Regions from separate parts of the Anas platyrhynchos genome. Here region 2 is linked to region 1. The links are chromatin contacts, called in public Hi-C maps. All regions are on one chromosome and are shown on one strand. Each heading gives the region's core, a stretch centred on a gene start, on an enhancer-like site or on the middle of the called end of the contact. The rest is flanking DNA. Distances are from core to core; before and after follow the strand shown. Region 1 overlaps LOC110353382 (a long non-coding RNA gene). Region 2 has its middle 18 kb from the start of UBASH3B.

Region 1 (2,722 bases), core at 167-2,666:
CACGGGTTTACTCTTGATTTACATCAGAATAAACAAGGCCAGACTTTTGCCCTAATTCTGCAGCAGGACTCCAGTTTGTGCGTCTACTTTTTTCCCCTTCTAACCCCTCCCTGCCCCCACTTCTTAGATGGAAATTCATTTATTTTAGAGTGGTGAAACTGCACACGAACGTTTCCCAAGCCAAGCGGCCCCACGGGCTCTGCTCAGGGGAACGGATGAGGACGGGACGAGGGGCACTGCAGGGGGAGCCTGGTGTGTGTCTGCCTGTGCATGGCCACAGGACAGCCCAATGAGTGCATCATCCCCTGGGGAAACCCACTGAAAATACCTTACTTCTGCTCTGGGGAGAGGAGCTGAAATGGTTAAACTGACTGCTTTTAGGATAAACTCCGCTTACATAGAAATTTTAGGGAAAAAAATCTTTTTTTTTTTTTTTCTCCTTTTTTACTACTTTTTGGGCATGCGCCACAAATGCAAATGCTCTGAAACTGGAATTAGTGCTCCCAGGCTGGTATAAATAAAATGGCTGGTCTCGTAGCCGGCTTGAGGGCAGGAACACTTGGTGCGGTGGCACAGGGCACTGTCCTGTGTGCAGTGCAAGGGGGCTGATGGCAAAACCCCACAGCTTCCAGCCCCATCTGAAGCACAACGCATGCTGCCTTTGGTGGCATCGACTTCCCCGTGGGCTCTGCAGAACCACCACGGTGACCCCCATGAAGCCACAAATCGGTGCCCTCTCCATGCAGGGGTAACAGACGGGGTGGGCTGGGATGATGGTCAGGGTGATGGGCAGGCAAACCTGCTCCACCATCAGGCAAGCACTTCTAACAACTGAAATAGGAATGTTTTTTATAGCGGGGGGCTGAAATACCACAATCGGACTCGGTTGGGCTTTCTGAAGTGGTACTTTCTGCTTGGAGGTGTTTGCAGGGAGCAGGATCCCGCCGGCTCCTTGCCTTTGTGGGGGATACAGCACGAGGTGAACCTTTCCACCAGCCACTGGCCCCGCTCCTCTCCTTCCTCCTACGGGCACTCATCACAGCGTGGTGGTACCTCGTTCTCTGCACACCATGGACCTAGATGGCAATAATCAGCACAACCAGAGGAAATCGGTTCTACCTGTTGTATTTCTGCAGGCAGAAGGTAATCAAAACCTGCTATAACCTACGTTGTCCGAGAGGAAAACCGGCCCTGCTCCGACCTGCCAACTCAAGCAGAAGGCAGCACGGCTGCTAATTGCCTCCGACCCATTAGGGCAGCCTGCACGGGGGAAGATTTTGGGTCTAATTGCCCGCGCGCAGTGCTCTGCGCCACAATTTGCTCCGACACCGCAACCACATTAATTGTCCCGGCCAGCGGCGCCTCTGCTCCTCATTTCTATGCCGACTGCTCCCTCCTCTTTGGCTGCCCGAGAAATCCCCGGCAGCCAATGGGCAGCGCCTTCCCCATTCATGTCCTAGCAACAAGGCCTGTTCCAATCTCGCTCCGGCAAACTGACACCTGAAAAATGACATCATGAAGAATAGGAAGGCAGCGGGGCCAGGCCCGCTCTCTTTTTTTTTTTTTTTTTTTTTTTTTTTTTTTTTCAGCTGTCTGCTGCAGAGTTCATTTGAGGTGTTTCAGTCTCGGTTCTTAAAGCTACACCACGCGAAACGCCGCCCGCGCTTCTCTTCTCCCCTTTTTCCCGAGCCGGGGATGGAGGTTAACAGCCTGCAGGAATTGCGTTTCATCCCTCTGCCCCTCCAACCTCTCCCAGTGCCATGCTGCCCATCACCGGTCCTGCTGCGACCGAAAGACAAACCCCAAATCCACCCCCAACCCCAAAATCCCTTGTAAATCCCCCCAAACTGCTCAGCATCACATCTCCACTTCTCTCTTCGCCACCTCAATAAAGCAAACTGATGGGAATACCTCCGACAGCCCGCGTGAGATGGACACAAACCCCCGTGCAATATTTTCTCTATCCCTTTACTCCCTATCTCCTCCAATGCATTGTGCTTTTCCCGGGGAGGGAGGCAATATTTTCGGATACAGACAGCCCTCCGAGGCTGCGGCGTGCAAAAGGAACACCGAAATCCGTCGCTGAAAGGGTTTAGCGGAGGCTGCACGCTGCTTCTCGACGCAAAGATCAAAACCTTTCGCTTGCCTTCCCTGCTATCATTTTTAATTAATGAAGGCAGAAATGCCTGCAGATACGGAACCGGGGAGAGAACGCCCTCCCTGTCTCTGCACTGTATTTTCTTTAGGGGGAGGAAAAAAAAAAAAAAATGGCAGCGAAAAAATCGTGATCAGCAAAGATTGCAATCATACAGCAGCTCCAGGTGATTAACTGCAACAATTGCTAATTTTTAGAGGAGCCGTGGGACACGGGGATGAGGGGGTTACAGCTCAGGACCAGTCTGCAATTTATGTAAAACATTTTAGCGCACCGGAAAATATACAGCAGAGAAAATCCAATTCCAGATGATTCAAAGGCACAAAGACAATGGAAGAAAAGGACTAAGTTCAGCTCATTTAAATGTTGTTAATTGTTCATTCCCATAGTGAGACGGCTTCTTCTGCAAATGAGAGAACAAACCCTTTAACGTTTTTGTTTTTTTTTTTTAATTATTTTTATTTTTTATTAGCACCATGCCAGGACTGAAGTGAACCCAAATAATCTTAATCACTGAACAGTACTTGCTGTTTTATGGCTTTTTAAAGAAAGCAGGAGAAGAAAAAG
Region 2 (2,722 bases), core at 67-2,566, 300 kb after region 1:
AAACTGGTGGTGTCTGCACGCTGCTCTTGAAAGGACGGGCTGTGTTAGCCCAGCTTGGCAGGGATGCCTTTATATCCCTGACTGCATCTCCTCTGCCTTTCAGGCGGTGCAATGCAAAGACTTCCCAGCTCAGCCCCGTCTGAATGGGTTCAGGTCTTTTCGCTGAACCCATCACCGTAGCATCTGAGCCTTTGTAACTGACACAAAAACTATTTCCATGGGTCACCCCACTTCCTCCCAGCCCAGATACATTAAATTTCTTTTTTTTTTTTTTTAAATGGGGGTTCAGCGGAGCATTAGGAAAAAGGGGCGATTCTTTGTGGTGCAACATCAAAGACTGCACACAAGGAATCTTGTTCTGAAGCCTCTCACCAGGAAAAGCCAAGCAAATGAAAAGCTCACATCAGACAGCTAGAAGACAGCAAAGGCAACGGACCTAGAGGCACAAGGAAAGCCTAAATCCAGCGGTTTACAGCCAAGACTCAGGAGGCCGGGCCCTTACTTAAGGCTTTTTAAGACAGCATAAAGCCGTTTGAAGAGGAACTGAAGGACACGCTCCTAATGGGCTGCAATTCGTTTGTTTATCTGTCTGTTTTTAATGAAGGCACCACAGAGCCTACTGGAGAACATCCCAGCTTCACTTGGCGTTGTCCCGGTCGTCCCCTGGAAGCGCTGCCACCACATCAAACACAGCCACAGCTCCCTGGGACCGAGCCTTGGAGCCCAGTGCAGGACCCGAGCCCCGGGGGAGGCAGTGGCCAAATGCTCCTGGAATCCAAATCCACCATCGGCAGCCAGACATAACCCCGACGGTAGCTGTGCAAGAATCCTTCCCTCACATCTCCAGCACCGACCTGTCCCTGGAGCACCCCAGGAGGATGAAATGCAGGTGGAGGAGCCGGGCTGAGGCACCGATGCCCTTCAGGCTTGGGAGCTGGAGGCCACCCATGCGTTGGGTGCCCTCTGCTCCAGCTGGTCCCTGTCTGCAAACCACCTCACCTCCACCTACCTGGGGCTGTGAGGGGATTTTGGGGCCAAAACAAGCCGTGGGGTGGAGGGGACAGGCTGCAGATTGTTGGCAGATTTGGGCATGAGCCCCCCCAGCCTCCCCAAACTCAGCTCTTCTCCCACACTTGTTAAACCCCCCCTGCTCCTCCCAGGGGGGTATTCCTCATTAGCACCGGGTTTTGCTGCTCAGAGAAGCCAGCCAGGGTGGCAAACGAGGCCGAAAGGGCCCAAGCCGAATGAACCCTCCCTTCTGGGTCAAGTTTTCCTCCAAGGCCAGGCGGGCTCCCCATGCACAGTGCAACACTGACCTCGTGTGGCTGCTGCTCCCTCCTCAAGCTGCCAAGAGCAGCGAGCAGGGGCCTCTTCCCCTCTCCCCTTCCTGCCAGGTGACCACTGACATTATCTATTTGATAAATCCGAGCAAAGGGGCACAGCAAATCCCCCCTGTGCGCACCCCTCTGCTCCCTTTGTCCGCGGGGTGCCCGAGGGTGAAGGGGCGGCTTGGCCTTCACTCCACTCCTGGCATCAGTCCCAAGACAAAAGCTTCCTTCAGGAGATAAAACTGGTCCGTGCCTGGGTCAGAAGAGGTCCAACCAGGATGTACAATCATTCCCATAAAGTGTACAGTCGTAATACAACCACCATAGGATGTACAATCACTCCCGCAGACACCACCCTCCTGCACAGCAGAGCGGGGAGGCAGCGTGTTCGGGCTCTTATCACAGCTCCCAGGTGCTGAGACAGCTTCCATCATGTGGTTCCTTCTGTGATAACCTTGCAGGAGGAAGGAGACAGCAGATCCTCATTGGATTTCCCCCTTCAGGACAGGGGTAAGCCTATCTACACAGCTGAGCTGGGCAGAAGCAGCTGATGGCAGCCTCAGCCACCCCCTGGGTACCACCAGGGATGCTCAGCAGCCCCTAACCCTGCACCGCCTCGCTCCTGGGAGCCTCACACGTTCCCAAGAACAGTTTGACTATCCACAGAGCCTACTGCCTCCAGGTATCGGCAGAAACTTGTTGTTGTTCCTGGCTGGTTTCAAATATTTGAGGAGCTTCTGAAAAAAAAAAAAAAAGAAAGAAAAAAAAAGCCTGATGTTAGGAGCCTTTAATAGTGAGCTCCAGCTGCATCCTGGATGACAATGAGAAATCAGCAGGGGCTCACAGAGCAAAGTTAAATCTGTCTGATAGATCTGGATGACCCCAAAACGTCCCAAGGCCCTGCAGGTCCACCTTGGAAGCTGTACGGAGATACACTTGGCCGATAGCCATAACCTGCCATAGGGAAAGTCTTCCTCTGCTGTGCCAGTGGGAGATTGGAGGAACCAAGAACTGCTGCCCATGCCAGAAGCTGTTCATCAGTTGGGTTTTTGGCCCTGTACAGAGCAGTGGCTCCTGCTGAGCTGAGAATTATAAACCTACATCTCCACTCCCTGCCCGCCCCTCATTTCAAACACTGGGTTTTAAATGATGCATAACCCTTCCGGGCCTTCTGCCTGGGCACAGAAACTTTCCCATACCAAGGGAATTAAAAACTAGGTTACACACACTTGTCACACCAGAAAGTTCCTTAAAGCAGCTGCAAAAAGACCTCATTTGGTCACCTCTCATCGGAGGTCTGTGACCAGCTTCCCCGCAGAGGCTGGAGGTGTTCGATCACAGCCTTTTGGTGGTCCAGCCAGCCCCATGTGTTTCACAGGCTCATTCCCCAACAG

What was found. Hi-C and Micro-C count contacts between places; a contact is called where the count stands out from the background.
Region 2: a Hi-C map of skeletal muscle shows a contact between it and region 1, with 4 times the contacts expected there. The contact joins two enhancer-like sites. A contact is called at or near these places in 4 of 8 Hi-C or Micro-C datasets (liver, skeletal muscle and subcutaneous adipose tissue).

What each region holds. Positions count from the first base shown.
Region 1 is chr25:7,156,960-7,159,681 of IASCAAS_PekinDuck_T2T, forward strand. The region is part of intron 16 of LOC110353382 (a long non-coding RNA gene); the gene reads right to left. Among named protein-coding and RNA genes, the nearest start is that of SORL1, 51 kb to the left of the region's middle. Within about 2 kb of position 1,417, at least 4 of the 8 cell types and tissues checked have an H3K27ac peak or open chromatin away from gene starts, as enhancers often do.
Region 2 is chr25:7,452,900-7,455,621 of IASCAAS_PekinDuck_T2T, forward strand. No RefSeq gene overlaps it. Among named protein-coding and RNA genes, the nearest start is that of UBASH3B, 18 kb to the right of the region's middle. Within about 2 kb of position 1,317, at least 3 of the 8 cell types and tissues checked have an H3K27ac peak or open chromatin away from gene starts, as enhancers often do.